Regions from separate parts of the Mus musculus genome. Here regions 1 and 3 are each linked to region 2. Evidence: chromatin contacts called from public HiChIP or PLAC-seq data. All regions are on one chromosome and are shown on one strand. The core of a region is the stretch at or near the end of the contact, and the rest is flanking DNA. Distances in the headings are between cores, read along the strand shown.

Region 1 (3,617 bases), core at 601-3,100, 170 kb after region 2:
TATCTGTGTTTTATGATCATCTTAGGAGACCCTTGTGAAAGAGTCATTTGACACCCCCAAGGGGTCAAGACCCACAGGTTGAGAACCACTGTTTTTCTTGTATTACCTCATTTGGTCTTGTAAGATTCTGAGAAGTTATCTCAGATGGTGAAACACACCCGAAAGTTAGATTTAACTATGATCTCATTTTAAAAGGTCTAGATTCCAAATCTGTTTGTACCAGTCAACTTTCTGTCTTGTAACAAAATACTTAAGGCAATTAGTTTCTAAAGGAAAAATATTTATTCTGACTAATGATTTTGGAAGTTCCAGTCCAACACTGAGTGGCAAAAGTAAGACAGGAATAGGAAGAGACTGAGTGAGTGAGGTCTTTCCATCCCCTTTAAGGGCACACCTCCCACAGGGCCTTTGACTAGCAGTACCTTCAAAACCAAGCCTTGAACATGTGGGCTTTTTTTAGGACATTCACTGGAGCTAAAGAAGTGACTTGGATTTGATACTTTTATTTGCTACATTTAAGTGAACGACACAAGGAAAATAATTTATACCCTGGGAGGATTTTAGCCCAATTGTATGTGTCTATTTATATACACATGAATATACATGTGTGGCTGATGTAATAAATGAAAATCATAGGCCAAATACTGTTCAACATCTGAAAAAAAAACAAACAAGGAAAGGAAGCTAAACTTTGTAGTGAGAATTTTAGTTTCTTTAAAAAACACAAATAAGAATATGTTTTGTTTTAATCCCAGGTGTGGGATATGAGGTTGCTTCAACTGTCCCCAGCAGCTTACTATGATTTGCCTCGTGTTCTAGCAGGTTCAGATTTTGCCCTGCAGATAGTTTCTGCAATTGCGGACCTTTGGAATTCTGGGAACTTTTCAGAGGGTCTATAAATGCCCCAATATGTGGGTTGTTGGTTGGATGTTGGTGGGTTGTTGCTTGTTTGCTGTTGGTTGTAGTTTATTAGGCAGTCATTTGCAAAGAAGAAAGAACAAGAAGGAATTATATATCCTGATGGTGAGGATCAAACTTGCCCCTAATCAGCAGAAAGTAGTCTAACAATATCGTTGTCCCCTTTCTCTTTATCCTTTTTTCTCTCTTAACTAGTGTGAGGGGTTGAAAGAAGGGAAGAAAAGGCTGGGAAAGGATGGGAGAAAGAAGAACCACAAAGTAGCGAAAGACAACTACAAAACTTAATCAGTTTTTTAGCATAAACTTAGTTATCTGGATGTTTGTTAAAACTCCAACTGCCATTCTCTTTCCCATTTAATTTAGGGAGCCGAGCCATCTGCCTGGAGACCATAAGAAAAGTAACTGGATGTGACCCTGGAGACAACTGAGGGAGCAGCTTCTTCCATGGTTCTGGCCTCAGGTACCTGCTTGTTTCCTGATCTGACTTCTCTCAGTGACAGGTTGTTCATGTCGGAGGGGCTTTCCCTTGCTCTCCCACAGACATAATTGTTTTGGTCACTGAAGACCATTGGAAAACACAGTACGGTTCTATCTTTATCCATTTCATTAGTCCTCTATTAGTAAACAATCTGTTCATACTTCTGTCATTTGAGAAGGCACCTGACCTCATTTAATTGATGAAGCACTAAGTTGCATAAATGTGAAGTAACTTGTCAAGGTCACCTGGCCCATGACGGACAGTCAGGATTTGGACACTAGCAGCCTAGCTCCTGTGCCTGCTGTGTAAGTGCTTCATCATGCCACCTGTTGTTGTGACTTACATTTCAAGAGTCCACAAAAGGATATATATTAAAAGCCTGAGCAGCTGTGGTGCTTTTGAGAGGTAATGGGGCCCTTCAGGGGTGGAGTCTTGTGGGAGGAAGTTAGGTCTTAGGTCTCCCCATTATGATACTTAGCCTCTCCACAGGCACTAAAATGGCAGTCACCTGACAATGGCCTGAAACCACCATCCCCAAATAGTTCTTTCCTTATTTGAGTTATTTGGGTATCGTTTCAAAGCAATGGAGAGATGGCTTGTTGTTCTAGTTTGTTTTCTGTTGCTGGGATAGAATTTCATAACCAAAACCAACTTGAGGGAAAAAAGAGACTTTGTCTCATCCTACAACTCCCAGGTCACACAACCTGTCACTGAGAGAAGTCAGGTCAGGAAACAAGCAGGTACCTGAGGCCGGAACCATGGAAGAAGCTGCTCCCTCAGTTGTCTCCAGGGTCACATCCAGTTGCTTTTCTTATACCACCCAGGACTGCCTGCCCAGGGGTTGTGCTCCCACAGCTAGCTAGACCCTCCTCCATCCATTAAAAATCAATAAAATGCCCCCCATAGACATGCCCATGGGCCATTCTGTTAGAAGCAATTCCTCAATTGGGTTCCATCTTCCCAGAATGTCTCTAGCTTGTGTCAAGTTAACAAAAACAAACCAACACATGGATACACACCTCTTCCATTTATTCAGGTCGACAAAAACAAAGTCTACAACTCTGAAGGTATGATGTAATTCATGGATAAAGTGGGCTGCAATGTAGTATTGCTTTTTGTTGAGTAAGTGAGTAACTCTTCTTTCCTCTCACACTAGGAAATTTTCATCCTCTCCAATTGATGTTTATGTAGTGCTCAGGAACATACAACACGGCTGAAGGATACACACACACACACACACACACACACACACACACTCGCTGAGGGACAGCCAAGTTTCTGGTCTTCACACAAGGTGGGCTCCTTGATTTAAACATGAATCCCATCCTCAGTCTGTCTTCCAGGAGCAATGACAATTGGCATCCTTGAAGCAGCTGTAGGAAGTCACCCTCCCTTCATTTCTTTGCTTCATAGTTGTTTGGTAATCAAAGTAGCATTTCCATTTAAGGGAAGATACTGTAACCACGTATACCTAGCTCTGACTATTGGCTGCTACAGCAAAGGGGGCCTGTGAGGTGCACAACAAGAGTCATAGTCTCAGAGTGTTCACTCAAGGACATTTCTGTCCTTCAGGTACACTCTTCCACTCACCAGGATGCCAAGTCAAGCAGGTTAGCACCAAGTACCTCTGGGTACATGGTAGAAGGAAAGCTCCCCCAGTTCTTTTTTTTTTAATATTTTTTTATTATGTATTTTTCTCAATTATATTTCCAATGCTATCCCAAAAGTCCCCTATACCCACCCCCACTCCCCTACCCACCCATTCCCACTTTTTGGCCCTGGCGTTCCCCTGTACTGGGGCATATAAAGTTTTCCTGTCCAGTGGGTCTCTCTTTCCAGTGATGGCTTACTAGGCCATCTTTTGATACATATGCAGCTAGAGTCAAGAGCTCTGGGGTACTGGTTAGTTCATAATGTTGTTGCACCTACAGGGTTGCAGATCTCTTTAGCTCCTTGATTACTTTCTCTAGCTCCTCCATTGGGGGCCTTGTGATCCATCCAATAGCTGACTGTGAGCATCCACTTATGTGTTTGCTAGGCCCCAGCCTAGTCTCACAAGAGAGAGCTATATCAGGGTCCTTTCAGCAAATGCTTGCTAGTGTATGCAATGGTGTCATCGTTTGGAGGCTAATTATGGGATGGATCCCTGGATATGGCAGTCTCTAGATGGTCCATCCTTTTGTCTCAGCTCCAAACTTTGTCTCTGTAACTCCTTCCATGG
Region 2 (3,550 bases), core at 487-2,986:
GGCTTTCGATAGAGCCACGTGGTTTTATTCCTTTACTTCTCCATCATCTCCCTCACTCCTCACTGTTCCACTACTATAAAGCATTTTAATCCGCCTGATTTCTCAGTGGATTTTCTCAGCATCTTTGTGTAGGAACAGGAAGGATGCAGCTCTCTTTCAGATTTAAATGAGGCAAATGTGCTCCAGGGTGAATCCTTCAGTGGCCTGAGAATCCCAGAGCAGAGCTCTCTCTTTCAGGTAGGGTGAGTGTTTCCTCTTGGGGATTAATCTCTACTTTAACCTCAGAGACCTGGGTTCAATCAATCTAAAACAACAACCGTCAACGGGAAACAAAAGTGTGGAGATGGTATAGCACGTGTGAAATACTCCTTAAAGTGAATTCTGATTTTTGGTGTTGAAAAATGTTTCCAACATCTTAACATATTTTAAATTGTATGGTCCAGTCTTTAAGAAATGACAAAGACAGCTTTCAAATTATGTCTGATTTTTGAATAGTGTAATAGGAAAGCCCACAGTACCGTCTTCTCAAATGTATGCAAAAGCATGCAAAACTAAGGACTGATACAGTTGTAATGTGGTGAACAACAACAGTCTTCTAAAAATATCAAAGCAAAAGCGTGGGAGAGACTTGGGAGTATTGTTAGTCAAATCTTTGAGTAACAAATTTTATTACTAATTTGGTTAGTGGAAATATTGCCGTGTTATTTACCCTGTCATGGGTCAATCCTGACTCTCCACCCACCCTTTCATAACCACCCTCTCACCTGTCTCGTTATGCATCCATCCAATACAGCCTGTCAACTACTGGTAAGCTAAAAAGATGAATGCGCAGTCATCCTGCCCCTAAGCTGCTTTGGATAAAGGGAACATACAAATGATTATACATAAAACACAGTCCCGTGGCAGCTGTATGAGGAGAAATGAAGGAAGAAATGTCTCCCAGTGAAGAGATGAGGCAAGGCTGCATTGAGTTATTGGTTGGGTTATTGCTTTAGAATATAAGCCTTCTTAGAAGTAGGTGGGGACAGTCCTGGCCACAGGTGCAGGAGACTTGGGGGACAGGGAGGAGTCCACTAGGTGGCATAGGGCTTGAAGAACAAGGTCATTGCTGCTTTGAATAAATGAGAACCAGGAAAAGCCAAAGGAAAGAACTGGCTTTTGAACTCGGGCAGCCCCCTGCAGGATGTGCCAGCTTGTACAGCATCTGGAACAGGGGCATGACTAGGAAGAGCTTCAGCCATTCAAGTCAGTCTTGACTTCAGAAGAGAGGGTTGGAGCAGAACGGAAAGAGCCTGGCTGTCAGCTGGTAGAAGGAGGCGTGAATGGGAAGACTCAGTGGACTTCTTACAGTCTAGTTGACACACGTTGATATTTGATAATTTATCACCTGCAAGGGAAACTCAAAAACTGTGTAAAAATAGTTCTATGTGAACTTCCGTCCTATTTCTGTACCCTAAATCTTAGTAATAGTTGATTTTCTTTAAGGAAGAAAAGTCTCACGGAAAAAGTCTTAAGGTATGGTAAAGCGGTGTGTACGAAATCCTGCTTCAGTGTCTTAGCACTGAGCCTTGTCCCTCAGTCAGGGGACCCTGTCCCGGTTTGTTTTGACAGGGATCATAAATGTGGATCTTCATGGAGCTCAGCATCAGGTCTGGCCTCTCACAACACACTTGATGTGTGGGCTGTGGCCTGGGTGAGGAGAGGAGTGAGGGATAAGTCTGACAAAGGTTGAAGGAGACCCACACCTAGCCTGTGGTGTCCTGGGCATCAAGTGGGGCTCTCAGTCTTTCACCAACCTTGCTAATCTCTCAGTTGAAGACACAGAAAACTATCTTGGGAAAGCATTTAGATGAAGAGAGTTTTGGAGAGGCGGGAAATGCTGGAAGTGACAATATTAAGACATGGAAATACTTTGACAGGCTGGAGTAAGGGGTCACACCTGAGATGTCACACGGGAAAACAAGGCTTGAACAACAAGAAGTTACCAAGCACAGGATGGGGGGGATGTGGTTTAGTAGCAGCAAGTGTGAGAAAGATGCTGGGAGTATTAGCTGAAAGTAATTTCAGTTTGAGTCAACTGTATGAGGCAGTCACTTAACAGTGTGCTTTATTGTGACAGTAACTCCAGCTTCACTTAAGTTGGGGTTTCAGAGACAATGAGAAAGTGGGTGCTTCTGAGAAGACCAAGTTGGGTGAAGTTACTTAACATGCTAGCCACACTTGCCAAAGACAGGTTTTGCTGGTCAATACTGTGCCCACCTGTAGCTCCACTGAGCTAGTGAGGCTAACAGAAAGGGCAAACAGAACCTTGCCAAGCTAGGAGCCGCATGCCATTCTCAGCAAGTCTGAACTCTGACTCTCTAAACTGCAATGATAATGCAATTTTAGGCATCAAGAGAGTGATCTGTCCCAGAGGTGACAGTGCCCTCCTACCCCTCCCCATACAACCGCTGAGCTGTGTGAAGACACTGTACTTGCTGCTTGTCGAAGTGGAGACTCTTCACTCAAGGGTTCCAGACCCCAGTCTAGGTTTGCTTTCTTGGTGGTTAGGAGAGGATCCTAAGGGCGAGGTAGTGTGGCCCTTGGCTCACAGACCACTTGTAAGCACAGCAGGGCATGCCTTTCTACTCAGAGCTGGTCTCTGAGACTCTCTCTCAGTGTGTAAACTGTACAGTTGCTACTGTCAAACACAGCATGCTGGCAAACCAAGACCAGTATCACCTCCATAATGACTGTGAGAAACCCAGCCAGCCAGCCAGCCAGCCAGCATGATTTCTTAATGCCGCTTGATTGTATTTTAAAACAGGAACCGTGCTGCTGTGTGTATTCTCCCACCTTGAGCAGGATCCTGCTTATCTTCAGCTTGAACCCCCATGGACCTTGGTGTTCGTGCAGAAGAACACAGACAAGAACCCCAGCCTCGGGCTGGAGAGGTAGCTCAGAGGTTAAGAACACTGACTGCTCTTCCAGAGGTCCTGAGTTCAATTCCCAGCAACCACATGGTGGCTCGTAACTATCTGTTACAGGATCTGATGCCCTCTTCTGGTGTGTCTGAAGCTACAGTGTACTCATATCCATAACATAAATAAATAAAAAAAGAACCCCAGCCCCTACACTCACTTGTCCATCCCAAGTCAAAGTGATTCCCTAAGTCCTACAATGCAACTGGTTGGTTTCAGCCTCAGAACAGGATATTTCCCCGAGAGCTTGCCTTAATAATGTAATAAAACATATCTAACAACATATATAAGTATATATATACACAGAAAACCTGCCTCTATATACATGTGGTGCATCAATAATTTAGTAATCTCACAAGCCTTGACTATATAGAATCTAGGACTTGTCCACAAAAGAGTGATCGTATTGAAGGAGTTGAGACCGTGGTAATAAAGTCTAGCCGAAAAGCTGAAATGTGTTTCACTTAGAAGAAATGCTTGAAGCCACCTTTAAGCAAGCCACCAAATAGGATGGGGTATTGTATAGAGGAATATTCCTCTGGCCAAATGAAGGGCTGGACCCAGGACCTCACACATGCATACCCCACCAC
Region 3 (3,451 bases), core at 297-2,796, 200 kb after region 2:
GGGGGGCGGGGAGGGTTACCCACTTTTACCTATTATGCATATATTTTAATTATTAAAATCACATTTATTTATTTGTTTTTGTTTGCTTGTTTGTTTCTGTGCATGCAAGTGGAGCTAGAGGACAATTTCCAGGTGCCAGTTCTTCTCCCTCCTCCTCATGAGACCCAGGAATTGAACTCAGGTCATCAGGCTTGGCAGCAAACACCTTTAGCCTTTGAGCCACCCCACTGGCCTGTTTCCATTTTCGTTTTATCTTTCCTTTTTAATAAACTTTTCATTGATTCTTTGTGAGTTCACATCATGCTCTCCAACCCTGTTCATCTCCCTATCCCTTCCTATCCACCCTCTGCTCTTGCAACTCCCCCCCACCCCGATAAGAAAATAAAAACAAAACAAAGCATAAAAACATCTCATCGTGGAAGCTGCAGTGTGTCACACTGTCCACCCTTTTGTCCACATAATTTCACTTGCAGAAACCTGTCCATTTGCAAGGAGTCATTGGTCTGGTTTGAGGCTTCTGGCTTCTGCCACACTATCAATACTGGGTCCTCACTGAGTCTTCTCAGATATCCTGTTGTTATCCTATGTCATGGAGGTCCTAAAGCTTTGGATCTGCAGGACCGGCCCCTTCACATGCTCAAGCAGTTCACTGAAAGGTAGATGCTGGTGTAAGCCAACTCAAAGCCCTGGGTTTGGTGGATCTGAGCCTGAGAGGTATCTGAACTGGTCAGATCGCCAACTCACCTGCACCCACACCACCAGATCAAGCTCTCCAGCATTGCCCTGGCTAGATCACCAGTACCACAGCCAGCAATGGGCAGGGCCAACTCTCTCGATTTCATGTCCTCAGGGCCAGCCCACCCACACCCACACCACGAGAGCCAGATCTACTGTGCTGCCCAGGTGAGCTGTGGGGCCCACTCTCCTGAGCAGTCAAGGGGCTGAGCCAGCTCTCCTGCTCTCATGACCCTCAGGCCAGCTCTCTGACTGTCTCAAGTGGCAAAGAGTGCTTGTGCCATCTCAAGGCAGATGACGGCAGGGACAGCTCTCCCTTGCTCATGATACCAGGGCCACCCCTACTGTGCTGCCCAGGTGAGATCTAGGGCCTGCTCTCCCAAAAGCGGCAGCCAGTGGGGGGTGGGGCCAACTCTACACAGCCCTTCGATATCAAAATGGTCCCAGGCTGCAGCCCAGACCAGGGACATTCGCATGATCTATAGTGGTAACATGCTCCATGGACAGTGACACAGACCCCTGCTGCTGCATGGCCACAAACCTAGACGTGTCCCTCAGCAGCAACGTGGGCCGGGACTTCACCATGGTCTCAGGTGGCAGCGCAGGCTGCTCACATCAGGCTACTTCTCTCCACCCTCGAGCTTCCAGTTCTACCTCACTTCATAATGCTCAAACTGTTCCACTTCTCTTTCTCTTCCAACTCTCCACCACATACGTGCATGTTGTAGTGGCTCCTGCTGCAGGCCAGTCAAACAGCTGGCAGACCTCTGGGTGTCTTCCCTCACCCGTGCCACGTGGTGTGGCTGTGGGCAGGCCTCTGGGTATTTATAGCTAGAGCTGCCTAACTCTGGTCTCTGGGTATCCTCTGCTCACCCTCACCGCATGGCATCTGTTTTTTCTTTCTTAATTTCACTTCTCATTATATTACACACGTTATTATCTGACTTTCCTAGCAGAAGGCGTGATCTCTGGGGATTTTGGATCTTTTTTTGTCCTCAGCATTTCTATGATCTGGTACATAGCAGGTACTCTATAAACATTTATTGCCAGCAGACACACAGTTGTTTCCCAACTTACCAGTATTAATTCTGGGCACCCTGGTACTGATTTAAGAGTCAATTAAAAACAAAGCAAAGCAAACAAACAAACAAAACCAGTTCAGTCAATTCAGTGTGCATTCTACCCAGTTCCGTGTTTCATGATGTTATACAAGTGGTCTGAAGGCAGCCATGATGAGTCTATTTACACCATATAAAGTGGCAAGTACTGAATCGAGCTCCCTTCTCTCTATTGTTCCCTTGGTTGATAAACATTTATCAGCAACCACTGTTACTAAAACCAAATCTCCTACAGCTCCTAAGCAGTGGGCACAGATGTCTGCCCGCAGGGCTTGTTTTAGAATTTCGTTCCCTGTCCTCATGACTGTTAATCTCCAGAAGACAACAGAAGCAATCTACAGGTCATTTCCAGATGAAGGCAGGACTGGTACTTCTGACTTCCTCCTGAGCCACTGGGGAGTCCAGTGCCAGCTTGGCTCTGTAGTATGTTGAGGATGAAATCCTGGTGAAAATGCATTAGACTGGATGAGAGACAAGGGAATTCAGACATCACTTCTGCGAGCAACTAGACAGAGTGTTATGGAGTCCTAACTAGAGGGCCCAGTCAAAGAAAATACAGATTTGTAGAAACTCAGGAGCGAGCAAGTGGGGATGAGAAATAGTAACACTGTCATGGCTGATGAGATGACCTTTGGGGCCCAGGGTCTAAGCAGATGAGAAGTTATGGAAATGGTCCCTTTGCAAGAAAAGGCTTAGTCTTGGTTAAAACTATGCTTATATCAGGGCTAGGGACCTGGCTCAGCCAGTAAAGTGTTTGCTGGGCAAATGTGAGGACCTGAGTTCAGATCTCCAGCCCACAAAAGAGCAGACTAGGTGGTATGTCTCTAACTCCAGCCTGGAGCACTGGAGAGTGCTTGAGGGGAGGAGGAGAGGGGACAGGTAGATCCCTGGATATCATTGGCCAGCTATTCTGTGTATGGTTTTATTTTGGTTAATAAGACAGGGATCTACTGAGGAAGATGCGTTGCACCAACCTTCACACAGACATGCATGTGTGTGTGCATACACATGATCAGGCACATACATACAGCACATAAACACAAGAATATGTACTTCTGGTCCATTTCAGGTTGGTAAAATTGTAATGTACAGCTACACGTGCCCATAGGCTAATAGGATGGTTAGCGGAAAGATGAAGTGATTCTCAATAAATTGAGTGTTTTTGTTCATGAAACAAAAGATTTAATCACAATAAACGACTGGACCGAAGACAGACTGATGATTTTAGGAAAGGGGAAAACGTAAGAGCAGTCTCTCAGTAAAGTAGGATATTTAATTGCGATTAGAGTTGCCAGACAATGTACTGGATCGAGCAAGCTTGACAAAGTGTGCCTGCCTAAGCTTGTGAACTATAGAATAAAAACTGGGTCAACAGTAAAGGTAAAGAGAGATTGGGGCAGGAGTGCAAGCAGCAAAAGCTACGGATTGGAAGTCCCAGGCGGGGACTGAGGGTTGTTGGAAGGAGTAATAACACTAAAACAAGTGAGAAAAGACAGGAAGTTATACTCAAAAGATAAGGAAGTAGAACGCACATCACAGAGACGCAGGTATAATGTAGATGGCTAAACTGGCATGGAAAAGGACAGAGAAGGTAGCTC

The links. HiChIP or PLAC-seq counts read pairs in DNA pulled down with a chosen protein or histone mark.
Region 1: a contact with region 2 is called in a CTCF HiChIP or PLAC-seq map of CD8 T cells, with 5 read pairs. The contact joins two enhancer-like sites. A contact is called at or near these places in 2 of 15 datasets of contacts at CTCF or cohesin (CD8 T cells and the NIH/3T3 cell line) and 3 of 115 datasets of contacts at active chromatin or transcription factors (CD8 T cells, embryonic basal ganglia and embryonic stem cells).
Region 3: a BATF HiChIP or PLAC-seq map of CD8 T cells shows a contact between it and region 2, with 5 read pairs. The contact joins two enhancer-like sites. A contact is called at or near these places in 1 of 15 datasets of contacts at CTCF or cohesin (the NIH/3T3 cell line) and 2 of 115 datasets of contacts at active chromatin or transcription factors (CD8 T cells and embryonic basal ganglia).

Annotation. Positions count from the first base shown.
Region 1 is chr10:39,309,799-39,313,415 of GRCm38.p6, reverse strand. No RefSeq gene overlaps it. Among named protein-coding and RNA genes, the nearest start is that of Gm31616, 58 kb to the left of the region's middle. Within about 2 kb of position 1,850, at least 22 of the 459 cell types and tissues checked have an H3K27ac peak or open chromatin away from gene starts, as enhancers often do. A contact at or near this core is called in CD8 T cells, where this site is marked.
Region 2 is chr10:39,478,082-39,481,631 of GRCm38.p6, reverse strand. The region is part of intron 3 of Fyn (Fyn proto-oncogene); the gene reads right to left. Among named protein-coding and RNA genes, the nearest start is that of Fyn, 110 kb to the right of the region's middle. Within about 2 kb of position 1,736, at least 19 of the 459 cell types and tissues checked have an H3K27ac peak or open chromatin away from gene starts, as enhancers often do. A contact at or near this core is called in CD8 T cells, where this site is marked.
Region 3 is chr10:39,278,631-39,282,081 of GRCm38.p6, reverse strand. No RefSeq gene overlaps it. Among named protein-coding and RNA genes, the nearest start is that of Gm31562, 36 kb to the right of the region's middle. Within about 2 kb of position 1,546, at least 43 of the 459 cell types and tissues checked have an H3K27ac peak or open chromatin away from gene starts, as enhancers often do. A contact at or near this core is called in CD8 T cells, where this site is marked.